Linked DNA regions of Mus musculus: region 2 is linked to region 1. A link is a contact called in public HiChIP or PLAC-seq data. All regions are on one chromosome and are shown on one strand. Each heading gives the region's core, a stretch centred on a gene start, on an enhancer-like site or on the middle of the called end of the contact. The rest is flanking DNA. Distances are from core to core; before and after follow the strand shown. Region 1 has its middle 29 kb from the start of Neurog2. Region 2 overlaps Alpk1 (alpha-kinase 1).

Evidence for each region. HiChIP or PLAC-seq counts read pairs in DNA pulled down with a chosen protein or histone mark.
Region 2: an H3K4me3 HiChIP or PLAC-seq map of embryonic forebrain shows a contact between it and region 1, with 3 times the contacts expected there. The contact joins two enhancer-like sites. A contact is called at or near these places in 7 of 484 Hi-C or Micro-C datasets (CD8 T cells, the G1E-ER4 cell line, bone marrow-derived macrophages and 4 more), 7 of 115 datasets of contacts at active chromatin or transcription factors (craniofacial prominence, embryonic basal ganglia, embryonic forebrain and 4 more) and 3 of 9 other capture datasets (adipose tissue, liver and pancreatic islet).

Annotation. Positions count from the first base shown.
Region 1 is chr3:127,659,035-127,664,785 of GRCm38.p6, reverse strand. No RefSeq gene overlaps it. Among named protein-coding and RNA genes, the nearest start is that of Neurog2, 29 kb to the right of the region's middle. Within about 2 kb of position 2,390, at least 3 of the 459 cell types and tissues checked have an H3K27ac peak or open chromatin away from gene starts, as enhancers often do. A contact at or near this core is called in embryonic forebrain, where this site is marked.
Region 2 is chr3:127,747,221-127,752,971 of GRCm38.p6, reverse strand. All of the region lies in intron 1 of Alpk1 (alpha-kinase 1), which reads left to right. Among named protein-coding and RNA genes, the nearest start is that of Alpk1, 30 kb to the left of the region's middle. Within about 2 kb of position 3,626, at least 23 of the 459 cell types and tissues checked have an H3K27ac peak or open chromatin away from gene starts, as enhancers often do. A contact at or near this core is called in embryonic forebrain, where this site is marked.

The DNA.
Region 1 (5,751 bases), core at 1,141-3,640:
TCATGTCTCCATATGAAAGGCTCAGAAAGTAAACAAACATACAGTCTTCCAAAGTTTTAAAACATAAATATTCACAAGGCCTCCTTCCCAGGGTTACAGAGGCATTTAAAATTGCTGGAGCAATTTTAATCTTTGACCAGATTGAAAAAGCTCTCCAGGAGCTAGCTCTAAGGATACAGCCATCACTCATGCTGGCGTGGGCTTTTTGGTGGCAGTAGCTGGCTTTGAGTCACCCATGCTGTAAGTAACTCCAGTAAACTCACACTAAGCTAGATTTGAGTCGGGTAATTGCTTTTCTTGGTTGCCAGTGCTATGTCTAGGGGTGAACAGACATCTGTCTACATCTTCCCAGGAAAGTCACAATGAAGTGACTAAGGTAACGGCCATCTTATTCTGACTCCATTTCGTGTTTGCTTAGACACTCTCCTTAGCCCTCTGCCTCAGACAGTCGTACCTGCCTTGCCTTGACAACACACTTGACATTCCCGTCACTTTGGCCATGATCCTGATGTATCAACCAAACTAGTGAATGTAGACTAACTGAAGAAGGAAGGTATGAAACAAAAGTAATTGCCGTGGAATGTCTGAAGTCATTTCTGTGACCTGCCAGAGTTAAGACCCTCATCCAACTTTGATGGGAGTGATGCTGTTTGTGAGCTCGGCTTTAAAAACACTGTATCTCTGAGCTTCATCCCCAAGAGACCCTGATGCAAGAGCCCATTCTTGGTCACCAACTAGGAAATGACTCACATACTCTTAATTGGCTTAATTAGCATGGCTATCTGTATCTTTCTTTTGTGTATTCTTACAACACAAAAGCAATGACAGGGAGAAGAACAAAACTTTCTGGAGTAAAACGTCTTCCCTAAGAACCCTATCACAACCTATGCAAGCCTACTTTATGCTCCAATAATAACTGAATAGTCACCGCTGTTCAGCCAATATCAACGCGAATATAAGATTGGACCATATTATCCATACTGCAGGTGAATTCTAAATGTCTTTCTGTTATTTGTCTAATACTACGACTAACACAAATAATATTTTCAAATGAGAAAGGCAACCAAACTGCATTTGTTAACTACCTTGTCGTTTGCATAGATTGGAAGTCGGGGTTGCCTTAGGAAGTAGTTCAGACTAGAGGGGTCTGATAGGCCATGGTCGAATGTCAGTGGGGCTGTAGTCACCAGGGAGCTTGGCTAGGCCTGGAAAATCTGCATCTATTGTCTCACACAGCCATTGCTGACAGAGTGGGTCAGAGGCCTTGGTTCCTCCTCCTCCTCCTCCTCCTCCTCCTCCTCCTCCTCCTCCTCCTCCTCCTCCTCCTCCTCCTCCTCTTCCTCCTTCCCCTCCCCTTCCTCCTCCACAGGACCTGACAGTTTGCTTCAGGCTGAGTGAGAAATACCAGGCCAGATAGACAGAAACCATAGCACATGTAACACCTCACCCCAGAAGTTACACCGTCACCTCTACATTGTGTTGTTCATACAGACACAGCCTGGACCAGTACGGGGAAGGAAAAGGGACAGGATGGGATCACTTGGGGCCTTAGGGACATGGCTGAATGTCTTGCCAGGCTGTACTGGGCCCGAAGCTTATATTGCTTAAAAAACTTAATAAAGGAGGGGCCTGGTGGTGATTCTAGGCAGCTCTCATGTTCAGTGCCTACTGCTCCCTCCTCTTGCTACAAAGGCAAGAAGCAATCAGAAAGTGGGACAGTGGGCTTCAGAAAATAACTCTGTAGCCAGGTGGTAAAACAAAGTGAAAATTCAAATATCCTCAATCCAACCTTTAGTTTATACAGAAACCTAGTTTGCTAGAGTGGTAGATGCTTTCCAACCTCCTTCCCCATCCTTTACCATCAGAGAGACACTGAGAATCCAAGGAAGTCTTCAGAATGCTCCATTATCATTTTTTCCAATGTGAACTAAATTTGATTTTACGCTCTCATTTTTTGAATATGCGGAATTTTCTTTTAAAAAGCTGAGTCCCAGGAATTAAGTTCAACTTAAGAAGAATTCATCTTGATTGCTTCTGAGACCAGAAACATCAGGCTAGCATTACTGACTTTAGCATCACTGGCTTTAACGGGGCTGTCGTTCTGAAAACACGTTTGTTCTGTATTATCTGGATACACAGACGTCCCCGGCCTGAACGGTTCCGTAGAAACTAGGTGTAACGTGTAAGCAACGAGAGAATGAGAGAGAAAAGAAATCTCTTTATTATGGTGCATAAGCCTCCAGTGTGTTGGAGCTCTGCAGCTGCACGGGAAAGAAAATGCATTCAGAAATATAATACAAGTGTGAATAATCCTCTGTCGAATGCTGTCTGCAGACCGCCCCAGCTTTGTCAGGTGAACTTGAACCGGGCCATCGGCTTTGCCCCGGTTCCCACTGCAGGCTCTTGTCTGTCACCCCGGGGCATTCACCATCTTGACTGTTGTTTAAAGGGAACAAGCAATCCATCATTGAGCCAGGGAGTCACTTTCTCATAGAAAAGTAAAATCAGCATGTGACACTACTCAGCCCCAGTGTTTTACAGATTAAAATGATACATGGCGACTCACGTGTTACTAGGAAGATTAAGTCGGTTATCTTGTTCCAGAGCCCAGACAAAAGAATCCCCCTCAAGCAGTGAGGTGGCAGCTTCCCAGAAGCCGGAGACCCTGGGCTCGACTACTAGGTGGTAAGGCAGAGAATGCGCTAAGAAAACAGAGAAGGAAAAAAAAAACATAATTTTACAGTGAAGGACCACTTTTATTCTCTGCGTGGGCTAGCACAAAGAGAAACCCAGCTTGAAAGGGGGAGCTGTGAAATCTTTGTACAAGTCTTGCTGTTGAAGATGCCAACTTGATTACCAGAGATGGACCACACAATTTATTGTCTGATTGCCTCCCCCTCCCCCCGATTGATTTAAATTTGGTGAAATAAATGAGCAGCCGTTGGCCCCCGGGCGGTGGACTTCATGTGAGGAAGTTGCAGATCTGTCAGGCACACAGTGTCCAGTGATCAAGGCTGCTGTTCTATTGTCCTCGTCGCTCACTAATCACATTTTCTACAAATCGCTTATAGACCTGAGTTCACAGTGAAACACAAGCGATAGCCTTTATTTCCCAAGGCAGAGGCAAATAACTGAGTTACACAAAGTTATTACTTTTACATAATCAAGTATGTAACAGTTACTCTTGTTCTTAGGGAAAATGTTAAGTATCAGAGTGTTTTGTGGCACAAGAAATAATTGTATCAGTTAAAGTTCACAGTGCAAGAAGAGGCCTTTTCTTTCCAAAAGAAAAAAACATTTTTAACTAAAAAGTTTTCTCAAGTTTAATTTGAGTCTTACCAGAAATAACACTGATTAAAAAGAATTCTGTGTCTTCTTTTGGTTCCATTATTTTAGGCAACACCACTAAAAATTTCTTCATTATTATGGTTTTAAAGTTTAGTTTTTATTTTCATAGGGATTTTAGTCAAAGAATATCCTAATTTGTGATTTTCACCTAAGTTTTATTCCCTATAATGTAAAAATATGTACAGGGTAGAGTCTCATACAAAGTACTTTAAATGAGCGTGTGTTTAAGTATACTGTATGATTAAGAGTCAGCCTTGGACTTCATAGATTTTTCTCTGTTAAAGACAGTCATAAGATTTAAACTCTTCTCCTACACAAATCACCAAAAATGAAAGGGGCTGTTTAAACACTTTTGTTAGACATTCGCCATGGTCTTTTTCACATAACAGAGGAACACACAGCGACTGGCTTTGAGAGGCCATGTTCCCAACGTGATTTCAATAGGGAACATTCTCTCTGGGCTGAGCACCTGGATCGAGGGCTGTGTTCCCTTGGGCTGGACAGCAGTCCGTGAGCCACCTGCACCAGAGAGGATGGAAGAGGAGGGCCAGGAGCCTCTGGCCAGCTGTATCCTTCCCCGGCCTCCAGGGCATATCCATGCAGAGAGCTAGGCTGGACCGCCACACAAGCATCAGAGGGCCAGCCTCAGAGTCATCCTAGACAAGTTAGCAAGATCTGCCAATGGGGATGCTTAAAAGCTCAGAACAGTAAAGTCTAGAAGCTTGTGAAAGAAAGACTCGTAACTATATTTGTCTGCTAAAAAGAAGTTGCAAACGCTTAGGATGTACAGACAAGTGCCACTGAGGATGAACTAATATAGTGTGGGATGGTCAGAGCTGCACAGTTCAGCCACTGGCAGCATGGGCTCTGGGAGAGACCTGAGATTCTGTCTTCCCTGCACACTTAAGTGCCCCTCATCTCTGGCTGAGCTAGAATACGTTGAATCAATGAAAAGTTCTTCCTAAGCATCTTTAGACACAGCTATGCACAGGGTTGACTTACTCTGCAGTCTGTAGAGCTCTGCGGGTGTCGCTTTTACTGCACTCCACTCTTGGCTCACAAGCAGAGAGGGGATACACAGGTGATCAGAAAGACTGTTGTTTAAGACCCAACCTATTTAGATAAACAATGTTTTTTTTTTTCTACAGTGGCTAAATTACAGCTGATGTCCAGGGACAGACAATTCTAAATTGCCCAAGGCATCAAAAGACGTTGTCATTCATGTTTTTAAAAGTTTGATTAAAGCTGGGCTCACACCTTTGACTCCAGCACTCAGGAGCAGAGGCAGGGGATCTCGGAGTTCAAGGTCTGCTGGTCTACATACAGAGATGCAGAGCAAGTTCTGAGACAGAGAAGGCTACACAGAGAACCCACCCCCTCTGTGTGTGTGTGTGTGTGTGTGTGTGTGTGTGTGTGTGTGTGTGTATGTTTGATTAAAATGAAACTCAGCATGAACTGAACACATTGGTCTTTGGGATGTATTGATCTTTATCTATGGGATCATTTTTGAAGATTTGTCCAAAAGGGTCCAATTACAAATATTTTCTAACCAGCATGCATACCAAATGTTTAAGAGAAAAAATTGAAAAATATGTAAAAAGAAAGTTAATGTCTTTATGGCCACTGATCTTAATAGACATTTCAGGATTCAAGGAAATGATGCTTTCAGGGAATATTATTCTGGCTCTGTCATGCCATTGCCAAAGGGGAGCTGGACAAGGGGTTGCTTGTTTACTGCGGTGTCTTCTATTGCAAAGATGAATTACACACTCTTCCCTGCTGAAGCATTTCTCCTTTGCCCCTGCAAAATAATTGGAGTCATTTCCTTAGTCACACCATGCCAAAAATCATACTTATCCAAAGTGCTAAGTCTCAGAGAACCAGAGAACTCAAGTCTAGATTCAAACTGATATGAATTGTTGTGAATATTTATTATTTCTCTTTTAATGATGTGTATGCTGGGAGGTGAGCACAGGCAGATGAATTCAAGTGCCCAGTGAATTCAGAAGAGAATGTCTGGAGCTGGAGTTACAGGTAGTTATAAGCACCCAACCTGGGTGCTCAGACTCAAACTCAGGTCCTCTGCAAAAACTGTATGTGCTCCGAATTGCTAAACCTAAATGTTTAAAAAAAAACAAAAAAAACATACTGGTGTAAATGGTTGCTTCTCAGTTGGGAAAGTTTCTCTAAGTGCATTGTCTTCAGCCTTAAGGAGGGGAGAGCCTTGCCATCGATCTCAGCAGATGGGACTTAAAAAATAAAAAGCCACACCCAAAAGATGGTTTCTAGAATAGACCACTAGGATACCAGAGGAGATATTGTTTTCACGGCCTTTCCCAGAACTCCTGATGCATTGATCTTGTTGGGTGCCGTAACACTTGTCGGGCTTAGCAATGGAAACCT
Region 2 (5,751 bases), core at 2,377-4,876, 87 kb before region 1:
TTTTACACATGAGTCCAGATTTTTCTCCTCTTGCGAACTCATAACACTTCCTTGGAGCCTGCTATAGTATTAATTTTAGTAAAGTTCACTAGTTCCATATTTCAAACACAAATGCACAATAGACACACATATATTTATATAACATTCTAGGGATATACTTTAAAAATAATTTTGTCTCTTTTATTGTTAAATATAACTATCCTATTTTGTCTCTTTTATTGTTAAATATAACTATCCTTCAAGTCCATTTTCTTGAGTAACTTTTCTTGAATAGATGCTCAACTATTCATTTCTTATGCTGTGTGTGAGGAAGTTGACAGAAACACACCCTCAGGCCAGATCCTGAACTGGATCACCCTTGGAAACACTGGCTGATGGCTTTCTGAGCTGCCCAGACTCAGGAGAGCCCCCCACTCCCAGCAGGGGAAGGGACTTGCTATGTGGGACTCTCTCTGGGGTGGGTGTCACTGCAGGGAGTGATTACATCTGCTAGAGAAGAGACATCTGCCACATCGTGCCAGGCAGCCCCCATGCCCACAAGGCTGAGTTTCTGGTGCATTTCTCAAGGTACAAAGTGAGCTGAAAGAGCAGTCCTGGAGTTATCAGTGTGCTCCTGCCTCATGGTCACCGCAGCGGAGTGGATGACAAGTGTGTGCCTGACAGCAGCTCTTAGTCCCGACTGCTTTCCTGTGATCCATGGTACTTATAATGCACACGGCCATATTCAGTATACTATTGAAAACAATGTGCTTGAAGTTGCATGTGCTTTTGGTTTGTTTGTTTTCTCGAGATGTGTGTGCATGTGTGTGAGTGTGTGCATGCCCTGGCTCTCCTAGAACTGAGGTCTGCTGTAGACCAGGCTGGCCTCAAACTCAGAGATCAGCCTGCCTCTGCCCCCTGAGTGCTGGGATTCAATGTGACTGCTACCGCCACCCGGCAAGCTTCATGCACTTTTAAAAATACTTGAAATTTTTCTCTCTGGAAGACACAGATGTGTTCAGTACTGAGCGATGGGGAAGGATGAAGAGCCAGAGCCAAATGTTTTATATAAGGCTGTCCACGTGAGAAGTGCTTGGAACTGAGCACAAAATCTAGTTCTGAGTTTCCTGGGCCTAGAGGCAAATGTGATGACGAGGGTTAGGAGTTTATAATCAATTGCACCATTTGGCATGGAAATCAAAGGGTCACTTCTGTTGCACTCATAGAAATTACGGGGTGGACTTTAAGGAAAATTGTGTGATTAGTATAGCAGACCTTGGGTATCAATTTTTACACAGTAATTTTCAAAACTGCAAACCAATAATTTTATAACCAGTTATATATTTATGTTAGTTATCAAAAATAAGGAAAACATGGCCAGGCTTATTTGTGATATAGGACTGTCTTGTTCTTGTACAGTCTAAATATTAAGGGAGCATCATGTAAATTTCTGTGTGTGTGTGGTGTAATGTATGTATGTGTGTATGTATATGTATGTGGTGTTATGGGAAGTTATGCATGTAGTATGTGTATGTAAGATATGTGTGTAGTGTGTGTGTGTGTGTTTGTGTGTGTGTGTTTGTGTGTGTGTGTAGTGTATGGTGTGTATGTGTACATGGTGCATGTATGTGTATATGAGGGATGTGTATGTTGTGTGTGTGTATAGTATATATGGTGTGAGTATGTGAAGTGTGTGTGTGGTGTGTATGATATGTGTGTGGTGTGTGTGTGTGTGTAGATGTTTGTGTGTGTGTATGTAAGGTATGTAGTATGTGTGTGTGTGTGTGATGTGTGTGTGTGTGGTATGTGTATGTATATATGAGGGATGTGTATGAGGGATGTGTATGGTGTGTGGTTGTGTGTGGTATGTGTATGTATATATGAGGGATGTGTATGATGTGTGTGTGTGTGTGGGTTTCCTCATGTGGAGGTCAGAGGACATCTTGTGAGAATCTGATTTCCCCTTCTCCTCTGGTCCTCAGGTTTGGCAGCAAACACCTTTGCTCATCCATCTTAGTAGCCTTCTTTCTTTGCTTTCATCTCAAGGAACAAACAAGCAAACAACAACAAAACCGTGTTTTTTCTGCAACGTTGTACAATTTCTCATTTGTTTTGTTTGTTGGCTTCTGATCCCTGAATTATCTATCTACTGCTTACCTGGCTGTTGTCAGCTCAGCTGCCTTGTGGGAAAATGAGCTACCTACAAACTGCATAAAAGTTTAATGCTATCCAGTAAAGTCCAGGGAGAGAGGCCGGTGACATCACTAAGCCTGCCTCTCCTCCTTATTCAGGAACAGATTCCCTGGTTAGAAGATGTGGTTAGCACTTGATCCTAATCAAAGGACCCAAAATACTTGGATCTAGTTCATTTTAATCTTAGTTGAAAAGAGTGTGGATGGACACTTAGGAGAAAGTGAAGGCAGCATAATATCTCCCCTTCAAGTGCTGTGCAGCCTTCAGAATGGGGCGTGGATTTCAGCCTCGTAATTCTCCTTGAAGCAAACAGAAGGGTCTCACAGCACAGAAAGCAGCGGTTTAGGAGGGCCGTACAGACAGCCGCACAAGAGGACTCTGTTCATGGTCTTCAAAGTGAGGCAGGAAAGGCATGGCTGCTGCTGTGGCCACATGTAATATCGCCTGTAGCTCTTTAAAGAGGATTAGCCCAGCGTGCTGAGACCATTCAGAGCTGGATTTCACGTAGAGCCGAATATGCTAATGAGATGGTAATGTGTAAGGCAAACATTTCGTAATATGAAATCCCCTCCGAACTCAGCTTTGTCCCTCCCACAGTGGGAAACCAAACTTTATCATATCAGAAGGACTAGTTTTCCTCCCTTATTTATCTGCTTAGATAAAAGATGGAGATAATTATATGTACAGTCATATTTAAGACAAATTCAATTCCAGTGTAAGCTGAAAATCAAAGCCTGTTTATAGACAGTCACTCCAAAAATAACTACGTCTACCTGCCCACAGAGTTGAATGTGAAATATTTATCCTTGCAGAAAGTAATAGCTATAACATGGAATTTTTTTTTTTTTTTAAAGAAAAAAATTAGGAACACAAAGGCTAACTAACGGAGACCACATTCTCCAACTTCTGTTTAGAATTTTTTTCCCCTGGCCAGTGTTCCCCTGCTTAGAGTTGGGAAGTGTCTCTGCTCCTTCAGATTAGAGATTTGCAGCTTCTTAGAGGTGGTGGCTACGTGCTTGCCTGAAGACACATCAGTTTCTTTCAACTTGGTATTTCAGTTTCAGGACCTAGTCGGCGAATTCATTGCCAGGATGTGACTACAAGCCACACGTAGCCACGTACATCATCTTTGCGAACGTGCACATGGCTCTCGGAGATTGAAAACCCCCTGAAGATTTCCTAGCAATGCCTGGGAAATATGGAGCCAGCCAACACATGGCGCCCGCTGCCCCTGGCTTCATTTCTAATGCGTGAGCTTTCATCAGCTATGATCATTTCGCTGCACTTGACTGAGGGGCTTAGAATCCCTTGGCTTTTTGTTGGTTAGAAATGGTGTGTGTGTGTGTGTGTGTGTGTGTGTGTGTGTTTATCAAAGTTGTGAAGGGTTTGTCTGTGGACACAGAAGGACGGTGATACATATTCATGAAAGAACGCACTCTCCACTCCCTGTTAGCGCTGACAAAGCCTTAGCTGTTTCACACAGCAAGCTGACTGGGATTGTGTGTGGGGGGCTGCATGGCCAGATTAGTGCAAACAGCGAGCCCTCTCCTCTGCTTGTTAGGCCTTCCCTTCCTGACAATTTCCCCAATTGTCGCTTGTGACAAGGCTGTCACTAGGTGATGGCTTCTTTTGGCCATTTTCAGATAAAGATAATTTCCTTAACTTCCATTTTATTTGACGACAAGCACTGTGGGCGAGAGAGGAAGCGCTTCCCGAGGGTCAGGGCTTTGCCACTTCAAAGGCATCTTTGATCTAAAAATATGTGCTGTACCAAATTCATTATGTCTTTCCTTAAAGAGCTTTTAAATTTATTGATCTTCTCCTCAATTCTTCTCCTTTTACATCCAGTAAGGATGTATGAGGCGCAGTGTTGGGAAGAGCCTAAGGAGGAGTTGGGGGCTGCAGCCAACTGGCCACTTCTAAGGTCATTACAAGAACCAAACAACAGGTGCTTTTGTTTCCCCTCTTCTGAGTCCCTGAGCAACAGAGCCCCACTCCTGCTTGCCAGTGCTCTTAGTGATGCCAGCCCCAGCATATAAGACAGAACAACGTTTGATATTGCGGCTCAATGAGGAAAAAAACCTCTATACCAAACTTATGGCAATGGTCATCTTGCACCATGCCCTGCTCACACCACGCCCTGCTGTGCCCATGGTGTGGAAAGCCAGCTCACAGGGATGGTGCAGGAATGGAGAGATTCCTTTGTGAATGAAGAATTTGACTTCCACCAGGAACACTCTTCCCCTGAGCTGGCGGTTAGCTTGCGTTAAGTTTACGTAATGGCATAGACGGAAGGTTATACAAGGCAGAAAACAACGGGATAAAAATCTCTTCGTAAACACATGAAAATGTACTTTAAAATAATAGCTCAGGGCTGATCTGGGAGGGGCCCCAGGAGCAGTGAGGGGGTGATATGGTCAAAATACTTTGTATGAAATTCTCAAAGAAGGAATAAAATGCAAAAAATCGTCATTTTACTCATAGACGAAATATTCGGAATGGTTTGAGAAGAACATTTTGTGGTATTTTTAACTTACTTTCAAATAGTTTAAATCCATACACATGCATGCATACATATATAAATAAGTGTATGTGGCAAAATGTTATGCACAGGGTAATTAATTAGACTTCATTATTCTTTGAACTTTACCGTATATAAATTAAAAATTTTTCATAATACAAAAAAATTCAAAATAAAATATTAGAGGAAGAGAGAGCAAGGGCTTCAGTGTGAGGGACATTCATTATGTGGGGAGTAGGACCTCTTCCTGGAGGCTTCGCCTCTCTACATTTCCTTTTGTGCTTGCTGTTCTGAGCCACAGTTACATGAAATCGGTGTTTTTAAACAACAGAACAAAGGGGGAAACAGGTCCCGTGAGAAGTATCACAATCAACCATTCACGTCAGAAACTTCACATAGAGCACTCAGTTTCCAACCAAGCACAGTGCCAGGGTTCATTCCTGCATGCAGGGAAGAAAAGTTTAAACAGCTTAACCCCAGTTTTCTTGCCCCAAGAACACTCTGCCTCACAGTTTCAAAATACCTAGGTATTTCTGATGGTTAGGAAGATAATTTTGGCAAGTCATAATTTCAAAGTCTTAGGCATTAAGGAAATTATGTAATTTCTCCTCCCAGTGCTGGAGATCAATCCTGGCGTCTCTGCTAAGTTACATCCCCAGTATGGAAACATTAAAACAAGGGGCTGGAGAGATGGCTCAGCGGTTAAGAGCACTGGATGTTTTTCCAGAGGTCCTGAGTTCAATTCTCAGCACCCACATGGTCGCTCATAACCATCTGTAATGAGATCTGGTGCCCTCTTCTGGTGTGCATGAAAACAGCAATCCTATACATGAAATAGACAAATTAAAGAGGAAAAAAAAAACCATGTTTATCATGTATTGTTAAAACTTGTCTTTAGGCTTCTAAAAGCAATAGAAATTGCTTCTTTTGGAAAAATCACTTCCCTGAATTTGTCTTGAAAGGGAACCAGTGTACCTTTAGCGCCCTCCATCCCCCCACTCCCACCCCGTCATGTTCCAGGGTTCCCATAGCATCTCCCTTTGTTAGTCAGTTCAACC